2 separate regions of the Triticum aestivum genome follow, and region 2 is linked to region 1. Evidence: chromatin contacts called from public Hi-C data. All regions are on one chromosome and are shown on one strand. The core of a region is the stretch at or near the end of the contact, and the rest is flanking DNA. Distances in the headings are between cores, read along the strand shown.

Region 1 (5,891 bases), core at 1,071-3,570:
CTTCGATCACTCCCCGTGCTAACCCCAAGCTTGCATTCAAGTTTTTTTTGGGAGATGCGGTATTCTTGAAGCTTCAGCCATATATTCAGGCTTCGATCGCTCCCCGTGCCAACCAAGCTTGCATTCAAGTTTTTTTTTGGTCCATACGTTTCTTGCAGCGTGTCGGTGAAGTCGCCTATCACTTGGACCTGCCACTTTCAAGCAAGGTTCATCCTGCCTTTCATGTTTCCCTCCTTCGCAAGGTACTCATGCCTGGATGTCAAGCTGCAACTCAACCCCCCCAGTTCCCTGCCTGACACGCACTTGCTCGTACCTCAGAAGGTTCTTCAGTGTCGAGTCGTCCAACAAGGTAACAAGTCACTGATCCAAGTCTTTGTACAATGGAGCGACGGCCTGGGGGATTTGGCCACTTGTTCAATGAAGCAGTTGTTGCCTCATGCCCAGATTTGGGGACAAGCCGTTTCTTGTCGGGGAGGAATTGTAAGCGGCTCTGATGATGGGCGGGAAGAGAAGTCCGTTTCAAATCATAGGCTGAAAAGCAAGCCTCGCTTGCCGGCTTGGCTTGTGGGCCCTGAATGGGCCATGGCCCATGGGCCGTGTACCAGCTTAAGTACCGTTATCTGTGTCTTCTCGGGATAGGACGACGGAACGGCTAGTGCCCATGGCATGGTGTGTACATGAAGTTGATCTCACTTTCCTCTCCATTTTGAATTGTAATCCGAGCTAGCTGATAAACTCCATGAAATTCTAGTTCGAACTAGTTGAGTGCTTACATACGCCCTATGCGCTTGTAAAACAAAATAAATAAATACTCCGCACACAAATAAAAACCGTCAAAGCCGGAAGCTAGGTACGAGCTTCATGCATGGCGTAGTGCATACGTTCGCGACTCGTCACCGCTTCCGCTCTCGTTTCGTTTCCTCCGCCCGGACGACAACGCGGAGAACAATGGATTTTCTGTTTGGGTGGTTGAGGATTCGGGCTGGATTGTTGCATGTGCATGCGGTCGGTTTTTTCTCCGGTTTGACCACCGCGCGTCGCCGGTTGTGCCTTTGTTCAGCGGTGGTAACTGCAGTGATCCACTGATCGATGGCACTATCAATTGCATTGATCAGGCCGTGAAGCCGTGAAAGGTGGCACTGCTGTTTGTTTAATATAAGATCGGCGCGTGATCGATCATGTGGTAAACGTGGAGTGTCAGGAACTTCCTTAACTTCACAAACACGATATATATACCCCATGGTCGTGTCGTGCTCGTACCATGTGCCCATCCGGCCCTGTCATGGCGCGTGTGACCGGTCTTGTCTCTAAAGTTCAACGTCCATGGTCAAAGCTTAAACAACTCCTTAGACAATATAAGCATGTGCTGGCTAATGTCCAGACCAATAATTTTGTCATAGAAGAGGGCCGGCTAATGTCCTTTTCACGACCCAAAAAAGCAGTCAAGTTTATATAAGCCTGTGCTTTGTTTTAGCTCTCCTAGCAATCTTCTCTCCCTAACTTTCCCATGCCCCCAAACTGTACCATACATTGAATCTCTCCTTGGTCTTGCATCTGTTCGTGAGCACGGGATTCAATCAATTCACCAAGAAAGTCTAGCGCGAGTGACGTGTCTGATTACAACGACTTGAATTTTGGAAGCCAAACTTGTCCCTTGGTCTTGCATCTGTTTGCTTGGAAAAATGCATTGTTCAAAAGTCTGCACTAAACTATGAAAGGATGGCCATGCTAATTTGGAGCACAAGTGGACGGTCGTACCGGCGGTGACCCGTGACAGGAAACCAACGGATATGTGTGTCGAACGAGATGCATGAACGGTTGGGCATAGTAGGTCTTTCTGCTCATCCGCTGTTTCTTTGCGCATTGCTAGCCACTGAGCTGATGAGAAGAGGAGGTGAGAGGCCGCGCAAGATGATCAAGAAATACGAGCAGACACAGTAGTAGTACCACATTTTCAGCAACCCCTCACAAGATAGCTAATGTCCTGCTAAATACTACTGTGTTGGTGTGTGTGGCCAAATAACGAATTGATTTTTCTTTTGGCAGCTTGCAACAAGTGCACTGCCCGGAGGTGGTGGATAGCGGCAGACATGACCCGCCATTAACTTGTAACCAAACAGCTCCAAGAGCGTACTACAAACCAAATAAATTTGGGCTCATCGCTGGCCAACTTGTCCGGCTAAGAAACAAAGAAGACGAGACAAGTGTACAAAGAAACAAGACACGGAGAGGGAGGGAAGGAGTAGCATTGCATGTATGTATCCATATACGCAGATAGGGATCGGAACGTGGGAACAAACGGACAGCGGCCACCATGCCGTGCCTGGCCTTGGCGCGTAGCAAGCTTTTGGGCGTCCGCTCTCGTTTTGGACGCATCGCAGGCAGCTTTGAATACCGTCACCGCCGCCACCCGCTCTGCTCTTGTCTCCATCACGAGGCCGATGCTTTTGGTCTCGTTCGATGGTTGCCGCCTGGGAGCAGGTCGGTTTCTTTCCGAACCCAACAAAACGCCATGGAAAAAGTTTAAAATAAACCTTGAAGTTGTAGATGAAAGCTAAATCAAACCATGAACTTTGAATCCCGAAAATTGACACTCTGAACTTGTAATCCCTATCTATTTTGGACCCTATACCTGTTTGGCACATCGGGAATACTACAATCCCGGTCGGGATTACCAGCTACTCTCACGGACAAGAATTTGGGCCGGCCCACTGTAGCAAAACAAGAATTCGTGAGGTTTAAAAAATTTCCGCACATTTCTAAAATTGTTCAGAAGTTAAAAATGTTCATGTTTTCTATTTTTCGAACAAATTCAATACTTTTTGTGTTTTTTAAAAACTGTTTGGAATTTTTAAACTATATTAGCATTTTAAAAAACTGTTTGTGATTTCAAAAAAAATACATTTGTCAAAAAATGTTCAGAATTCCAACAGTTTTTCACATGATTTGAAAAATGTTTCATATTTTTAAAATTGTGTCACATTTTTTAATAATGTTTTTGGTATTTCATAAATTATTTCATAAATAATGTATTTATAAAATGTTTCAGATTGTTGGCCAGCCCACCAGACATAAAGCGAGTTTTTTTCCTTAACAATGGGACATACAAATTCTTTCTTTCTTTTTCTTATCAGGTGACCTAATAATTTCAACACAAAAAAACATGCCCTGGAGTCGAACTTGGGACCTGGTAGCCACTACAGTAGACGACTATGGCTGACATAGTCAGAGGCCCGAAATATTTAATCAGAAACCAAAGCGTCGAACTTTGAAAATATGTTTTAGGGGCAAACAAGTATTGAAAACGTATTTATATATGAAATATTTGAACATTTATAATGTGTGAGAACTTTTTGAAAATTCCGAATACTTTTAAAAACCAACAACTTTGAAAAAGCGAACACCTTTATAAACATTTTTTGCAACCTGAACAAAATTTTGAAGTGCTCACGAGTTTCAAAAAAAGTGTTTGCGACATTTTCAAAAAAATGTGTGTGCAATGTAAAAATATGTTTGCGTGATGTAAAAATGTGTGTCATAACCTTAACTGAATATGTGTGGCATGTCCTTGAAAAAAGTGTATGCAGATTTAAAAATGTTGAACCACGTAAAGGGTGTACATGTAGTTTTATAAAATGTTTTTTATCATTAATAAAATGTAAAACATGTATTTGAAAAAATATTACCATGTATTCAAAAAGTTTTTAAAACATTTAATTTAAAAATGTACATAATGTATTTGAAAATATCAAAAGTTTATCCAAAAATATTTAATGTGTGCGTCAAAAATGTACATTGGATACTGAGCAAATTTAGACATGTGTAAAAATGAAAAATGAAAATAAAACGAAAAAGAAAGAAACTAAGAAAACCAGATTAGTGCGCGTGCGCGAGTAAGTGCGCTACTGGACCGGCCCAATTCAGCAAATCCCGGCTACGTTCTGTCAAGGTTTAAAATAGACCGGGGTTAGAGAGTTTGGTGTACTCATTTCAGGGATTAAGAGTTCGAGGTTTGATTTAGCTTTCGCCTACAAATTGAAGGTTTGTTTTGGACTTTTTCCAAACGCCATCCACAAGGTAGCGACCCCCGAGCCTATCCGCTTTGGACGCACCCTATTCATCCACGGTGCCAGCGCCAGCTCCAACCAAAAACCACGGGCAAAACAACGATTTACTTCTTGTCTTTGCCTCCACTCCGGTGATGGGATGGGAAGAAAAGCAGGCAGGGGAGAGCGTGGCACGGGCTGGACTTTTGAGGACATGTACGTCTGTTTCTCCTGGCTGCTATGCGCAAGCGCCCGCGCCAAATGCGAAGGACAACCATGGTGCTTGTCCTCGTCCCAGTTGGACCTATCTATGGCGTGGCGTGGTGGGATGGGATCATCTCTTTTTCTTTTGTGTTTTTGTATGGCAGCATGCGTCAAAGCGGCATGGCGTGCGATTCTTCTCTTTTTTCTAACCTACTCCCGTGCACGGTGCACCTACCTATGTAAGTAGAGGGTAGAAACTAGCAGGTGACCACCATGGGACGGTATTCCCATAATAATTGTGCACCCTAGGACTCTACGTGAGGATCACAGTTTATTTTGATTAAACTTTTTCTTTTACTGAAACTCGTAGGAGCTCTGCTGTTTATGTTAAACTTGCTACGTGCATGTGCATGTGCATGTGCATGCATACATGTGTTCTAGTGCGTATCTATGTCGTGCCTTCCCGTCTTATTTTTTATTTTATTTTAGAAAAAGAGGACGACCCCGGCCTCTGCATCTGGACGATGCATACGCTCACTTTATTAATTATTCTCAGAAGACCTTGCAAAGTCATACAACAGTTAACCTAAAGCCGCCATCTAAGCAACAACTGTCGCTACTCCTATCTAATTGATGAAGGGGCGCTGATAGTCTGGGCCTGATACCAAATAGACATCGCCAGCTAAACCTAACATTTAAGACCTGAGTTCCCAACCAGGACGCCTGACGGGTATGAGGCCGCCGCAGCCAGCTGCCACCAAACCATCTTCAGTGATGCACTGCTGCACCACCTTGCCCGACCTCTCTGCCATCGACACCACCACAACGCCTGATAACGTCACCCTCCTGTGCGAGTCCCACGCCACACATCAGGCGCCGAGTCTCCACTGCGCCACGCCACCGAGAGTCGCCACCATTAATGTGCAGGATGAATCACCGCTCCACCAATTATTCCGTCCACGGGTCCCTCGAGCCCATGTACACCTCCAAGAATGACGCCACAAGAGGGAAACGACACAATAATGCCGACGTCATCCGATCTACTGATGTAGGGTTTTCCCCGGAGGTAGCAGATAGTGGCCTGGAACTTCTCAACAGCGATGCCTTCAACAAGGGAACGACACCGAACAGTGCCGCCATCGTCGGCCTCGGCAGCAGCCGCGAGCGGGTCTTCACCCAGATCTGTTCCAATGGCCTCCATCAAGCGTCTTGTGCACGGATCGACCACCACCGCGGCCGTCGCGTCGTCCATCGCAAGTCCACAGCCGCCGACGCAGTCCTCCGACGTCCGGGGCCGCCGTCCCGGGATCCAGCCCTCGCTGGCCACCGAGTCCTGCCGCCGCACGCCCGATGCGCATCGGACCGGGACGCCGCCGGCCGCGACCAGGACCCGACCAGATCTTGGAAGAGGAATCACCCTCCACCGCAACATCTAGAGCATTCAAGCGCCGCCAGCCCCCGGCCAGCGCCCGCCACGGAACCCCGCACCCCTAGGTCGCCGCGCCCGCAAGTCCAGATCGAAACTCCTGCGGCCCTCCTCCAGCCGCTAGATGCTCCCAAGACGAGAGGGAAGAAGAGACCTAGGGGAAACGCCCCCCCCCCCCCCCCCGCCGTCACTGGAGCCCGCCCGGGCTTCGCCGG
Region 2 (5,891 bases), core at 2,085-4,584, 130 kb before region 1:
CAAAACAAGGGAGTATCTTGCTCTGATATCAATCGAAAGTGTGTTAAGCCGACTAGAGGGGAGATGAATAGGTGATTTTTACAGATTCGTCGCTGAGAAATTTCAGGGTGAGGAATTTCCAAAGTCAGGAACAACTAGCATGGGAATAAGTACTAAGGTATAAGCATAACAGAGCAATAGCAGAGTCATCATGATGAAATGGAAAACAAACACAAAGTACAGAAAGCGTAAACATGAGATACGCAGGCTGAAGACAATGTAACTGAAGAAATTGGATTAAGGAAATAGAGAAATTCTTCAGTCAAAGTCTTCAACCAGTAATGATCAGGTTCATCAACACATGGATGAGGAAATAAAAGGGTTGAGGAAATAGAACCAGTAGGCTTGGTCAAGACAATGATTTGGTAGACCAGTTCCAACTGTTGTGATAGTTGTACGTCTGGTTGGAGTAGCTGATTATTTAAACTCGAGGACACACCTTCCCGGACACACAATCATGGTAAGTCTTCACAGGTGACTTCCAAACCTTCACAGACTTGGTCACTCGGTGATCCACAATTCCTCTTGCATGCTCAGACCATGACGCCTAACCGTCTGGAGGATACATAGTCCTCAAAGGTAACAAGCGTCTGTTCCACACAGGAACAATCTCTTTAGTGATGCTCAAACACTTTGGGTTTGTAGGTGTTTGGGTTTGGGTTTTGGGTTTTACTCACTTGATGATTTTTGCTCAGAGTCCTCGGAAGATGGGATGCCCTCAATTGACAAGTGTTAGTTTCTCTCGGAGCAGCCAACCAACTGGTGGTTGTAGGGGGCAGCTATTTATAGCCTAGGGAGCAGCCCAACATGATAAGACATAAATGACCTTCAATGATATGACCGTTAGGTGGTAGGATATTTTGGATAGCTGGCGCGTAGCACAGCAACGGTCGGATTTGAGGTTCGAATTCCTCAAGGCTATCATGTTTCTCACTGTGTAGGCAATCCGCACTGGCGAATTCCTAACTCCCCAGTCAGAACCAATTCCTCAGAGACTAGAAGATCTATGTCTCTGTCACTGAAGAAATTTGACTGAACTGATATGAGATTTCCAAAGTCTTTATTCAAAGGATTGGCTAGGTGTAGGATTTCGAGATGAGCATCACTTGGAAATCAGTTTCCTTAGTATTACCTCGACCCCCGTTAGCAGTACGGTGTTTCCTATGACTCAAGAAGGAGAAAATGACACTACGAAAACAAAAGTCTTCACGCTTCATAATCCTCGCATGAATATCCAAGTCTTAAAGGTCACACCAATTTCTTCACTTTCAAAGTCTTCAGAAAAACTAAAGTCTTCAGCTGAAGACATTCATTTTTAGGGGTCGAATTTCACATTACTTATCAAACTCCTCATGGACTTATAGAGTCTGTGTACACTCATAAACATATTAGTCCCTTGACCTATAAGTCTTCAATACACCAAAATCACTAAGGGGCACTAGATGCACTTACAGAAAGTGCCCCTTTTCCAATCACCTGAAACACTTGCCACACATGTCCGGCGAGATCTCCCTGCGGCTCGGGGAGGAAGGGAGCAGAGCCACCTCCGACTTCCCGAACTCGCGCCTGCGCTTCCATAGGGTCTTCCTCGACGGCGGCGCCTCCATCTAGGGAACCAGGCGCCGGCAAGACTCCACCTCCAGCGCCAGATCCGGCGCAGCCTCCTGCGCGGCCGCCTCCACCGACCGCTCGGAAGCAGAGGAGATGCCCAAGCCGGAGACGACGGGGCGCTCCCCGTGAGGGCGGGCCACGGAGGACGGCGAGCACCCAGCCCTGGCGATGGCGCTGCCTGCGGAGAGCAGGAGAGGGGTGGTCGTCGTGGCCGGAGTGGCGAACAGCAGGAGGGAGGGTGGACGCACGGCGTTACGCGAGGAGCGGGGAGGGGGCTAGGGTATCTGACGTTCTTTTCTGAGGCCAATACATCACTTCTTGGTGATGAACGCGCCCCTGTGGCTTTACGAGGAGCTCAATAAATGGATGAGAGCATTCTTTTGGACGGCCAAGGAAAAGGTGAATGGTGGGCAATGCTTGGTGGCAGGGAGTCAAAGACTTGCAAACCCAAGAACTCGCGCTGTGGGTCATATGGGAATGGTTGAGGAGAGTGGATCCAGAGAGACCATGGCAAGGAACTCCGCAGATCGTGGATAAGGAAGCGAGACAAGTGTTCCACAGCCTGGTCAATATTAAGGTGCGAGAGGGTGCAAAGGTCCTGTTCTGGCGCGACAGACGGATTCACGGTTTCGCTGCCACGGATATTGCGCCTCTGATTGTACGCGAGGTGATCAAATGGACGAGGAATCAGACGACAGTCCAGCAGGCGCTTTTGGGCACGACATGGCCGCTTGATGTGCAGGGGTAACTGTCCTTCACAGCACACATCCAACTTCTGCACCTGCAGCAAGCGATCACCGCGGTCCAGCGTGATCTGACAGTTGAGGACGTGTTCACTTGGCCGTGCGATGCGTCGGGTGTATACACGGGTCGCTCGGCCTATGACAGACTTTGCTCAGGATTGCAGCGTGCCCCCTTACGACACATGCATTTGGAGGAACTGGGCGCCGCTCAAGTGCAAGATTCATATCTAGTTGACTGTTCAACATCGGATCTGGACCTCGGATCGCAGCGCGAGACATGGTTTGTAGGAGGCTCCATCGGCCTGTTACACTTGCCTCCAGGATAAAGATAACGCAAAACACATACACATCCAATGTGGCTACGCGAGAGACATCTGGAACCGGTGCCTCATGGACCTTAACATTGCAGTGAGAAGACCGGACACGAACGACACTTTACTTGAGTGGTGGCACCAGGCGAGGGGTAGTTTCAAGGAGCTAACAAGAGAGGTTTCGATACTTTAGTCACGGCAGACACCTGGGAACTGTGGAGGCAACGCAACGCCATAATGTTTAACCGCGCAGATCAACAAATGTCAGTTGCACAACTCCATGGGCACATCCTGGATGAGATCAAGGCATGGAAGGAAGCCGGTGTGGGTGCTGGAGTTCTACACAGATTCGTGAGAGAGTAGGCTTAGATTTTCAGGTGTTGGTGGGGTTGTAATTTTGTGGGGATGTTCGCATCCTACACAAGTTCTTGTAAATACTTCTCTGCCTTCTATAAAAATAAGTATGCCATTTTTCATGTATTTACTACACCTGGGAATACTCTGTTTTCCTGCCTGCCTCCTCTCTCTCTCCCTCCCCCCCCCCCCCCCCCCCCCCCCGATGATGCTAAACACAGTAAAGATCACTGAATACTACTGATCCATGCGTGCATGCATACATGCCCGACGAGCGCGTGCAGAAATAATAGGCCCTGATTTCCCCTTTGTCCGCTCCGCTCCTCGCTCTGACCCGAGTGAATTGTATTCTTGTTCCTCGAGCCATTGCCCCTTGTTGCCGTCCTCTTGGACCTCTGCCCTTTGTTCCTCTCTGCTTGTCTCCTTCTCTTCCCTGCCCTGCCCTGCCGTGTCCTCCCGCTCCTCTCCGTCTGCTTGGCCTGCTCCACACCCGTCTATTTAAGCCTGCTGTCTCGGTTTGTTAATTGGATTTCTCCTTTGCGCCACGCAGCACGCAGCCTTCCGCAGCGAGCCAAAACCTCTGAGCCACGGCCACCGTATAAATCGTCCGTCGTCCACCACGCGACGGCCGGCATCGGAGAGATAGATAGATAGATAGATAGACACGGAAACGAAGCGACTTTGCTACTAGCTTCGTGAACCGAGCGGCATCGCCGAGCAGAGCGGGCGGCAGCGCTGGCCAGGCTGATGGTCCACCAGGACGAAGGCTCCTCCTCGTCGGTCACGTCCTCCCCGCTGCAGAACTTCTCAAACATGCCGCTCCACCCGCACCCGGGAGCCGGCGCCGCGGGCGCCGGCGCCACGCCGCCCTGGATGCTCCGGGAGCTCCGCTCCGACGAGCGCGGCCTCTGCCTCATCCACCTCCTGCTCAACTGCGCCGCCGCGGCGTCGTCCGGCCGGCTCGACGCCGCCAACGCCGCGCTCGAGCACATCGCCACGCTCGCCGCGCCCGACGGCGACGCCATGCAGCGCGTCGCGGCCGCCTTCGCGGAGGCGCTGGCCCGGCGCGCGCTCCGTGCGTGGCCCGGGCTGTGCCGGGCGCTGCTCCTGCCCCGCGCGGGCCCCACGCCGGCCGAGGTCGCCGTCGCGCGCAGGCACTTCTTCGACCTCTGCCCCTTCCTCCGCCTCGCCGGCGCAGCGGCCAACCAGGCGATCCTCGAGGCCATGGAGTCGGAGAAGATCGTGCACGTCATCGACCTCGGCGGCGCCGACGCCACGCAGTGGCTCGAGCTGCTCCACCTCCTCGCCGCGCGTCCCGAGGGCCCGCCGCACTTCCGCCTCACCGCCGTGCACGAGCACAAGGACCTGCTCTCGAAGACGGCCATGGCGCTCACCAAGGAGGCGGAGCGGCTGGACGTGCCGTTCCAGTTCAACCCCGTGGTGTCCCGCCTGGACGCGCTGGACGTGGAGTCCCTCCGCGTGAAGACCGGCGAGGCGCTGGCCATCAGCTCCAGCCTGCAGCTCCACCGCCTGCTCGCCACCGACGACGACACCCCCGCCGCCCCGACCGCCGACAAGGAGCGGCGCAGGAAGAGCAGCCCGGACTCCTCCGGGCTGCTGTCCCCGTCCACCTCGCGGGCGGACGCGTTCCTGGGCGCGCTGTGGGGGCTGTCGCCCAAGGTGATGGTGGTGGCGGAGCAGGAGGCGAGCCACAACACGCCGGGGCTGACGGAGCGGTTCGTGGAGGCGCTCAACTACTACGCGGCGCTGTTCGACTGCCTGGAGGTGGGCGCGGCGCGCGGGTCGGTGGAGCGCGCGCGCGTCGAGCGGTGGCTCCTGGGCGAGGAGATCAAGAACATCGTGGCCTGCGACGGCGCGGAGCGCCGCGAGCGGCACGAGCGGCTGGACCGGTGGGCGGCGCGCATGGAGGGCGCCGGCTTCGGCCGCGTGCCCCTCAGCTACTACGCGCTGCTGCAGGCCCGGCGGGCGGCGCAGGGGCTGGGGTGCGACGGCTTCAAGGTACGCGAGGAGAAGGGCACCTTCTTCCTGTGCTGGCAGGAGCGCGCCCTCTTCTCCGTCTCCGCCTGGCGCGGCCGCCGCTTCGACTGACCGCCGGCCCTGTCGATGTCACCACTACTAGTACCACCACAACCCATGGACATTAGCTAGCTAGCTAGGCGTTTCATCTTCATCATCACATCTAAAATTCCATTTCTTCTTCGGATTGTTTTGTTTAGTTTGTTGTAGACTGAACTTGGGGCATGCATATGCATGCGCTGCTTGTTTTGGACCAAACTTGCTGCATGCGTACGCATGCTCCGTGTGTCTGTCCATACTGCTCGTGTGTGTGTGTGTGTGTGTGTCCCTTCCCCTGTTGGTTCGGATCAGTGCACAGATTTCAGCAGGAATGATGAAGTGGTCGATCCATGCGGATTGGATCGTCTGGTGGTTTATCTATCTATCTAACTGTCAATCTATATTTCCATTCGATCGAATCCTTCGTGCCTAAGAGGGCAGGTTGCATTTGGTGAAAAGGGGATAAACCCAGATGCAAATCGTTAGGTAAGGCTAATTGTGAGCCGCATGACTCACAAGACGGCTGATTGAGAACTTTGTTTTCATCGAAAGAAGGTGATTACGGGACGCCAGTTGATGCCTCTGGTCGGATCCAACGCTTACGTCTTGTTAACTTTGTTGAAATCTACGTAATTGTCGGGTTAAGGGGAGAAATTTGTTGCTTGCGTTGTCTGAACGACTGAACTTTCAGGGCACGTACTGCACCTCTGGGGACCTTCCGCTATGTTTCCAGTTCACGCATGATTTTTCATACTAC

Evidence for each region. A called contact is a pair of places that touch in the nucleus more often than the background predicts.
Region 2: a Hi-C map of leaf shows a contact between it and region 1, with 5 times the contacts expected there. The contact joins the promoter of LOC123072458 here to the enhancer-like site in region 1. A contact is called at or near these places in 2 of 5 Hi-C or Micro-C datasets (leaf and root).

The regions. Positions count from the first base shown.
Region 1 is chr3B:790,462,695-790,468,585 of IWGSC CS RefSeq v2.1, reverse strand. No RefSeq gene overlaps it. Among protein-coding and RNA genes, the nearest start is that of LOC123066600, 61 kb to the right of the region's middle. Within about 2 kb of position 2,320, at least 4 of the 8 cell types and tissues checked have an H3K27ac peak or open chromatin away from gene starts, as enhancers often do. A contact at or near this core is called in leaf, where this site is marked.
Region 2 is chr3B:790,588,787-790,594,677 of IWGSC CS RefSeq v2.1, reverse strand. LOC123072458 (scarecrow-like protein 3) reads left to right here and starts at 3,334. Exons shown (of 1, transcript XM_044496010.1): 1 at 3,334-5,517. The coding sequence starts at 3,806. The coding sequence ends at 5,167.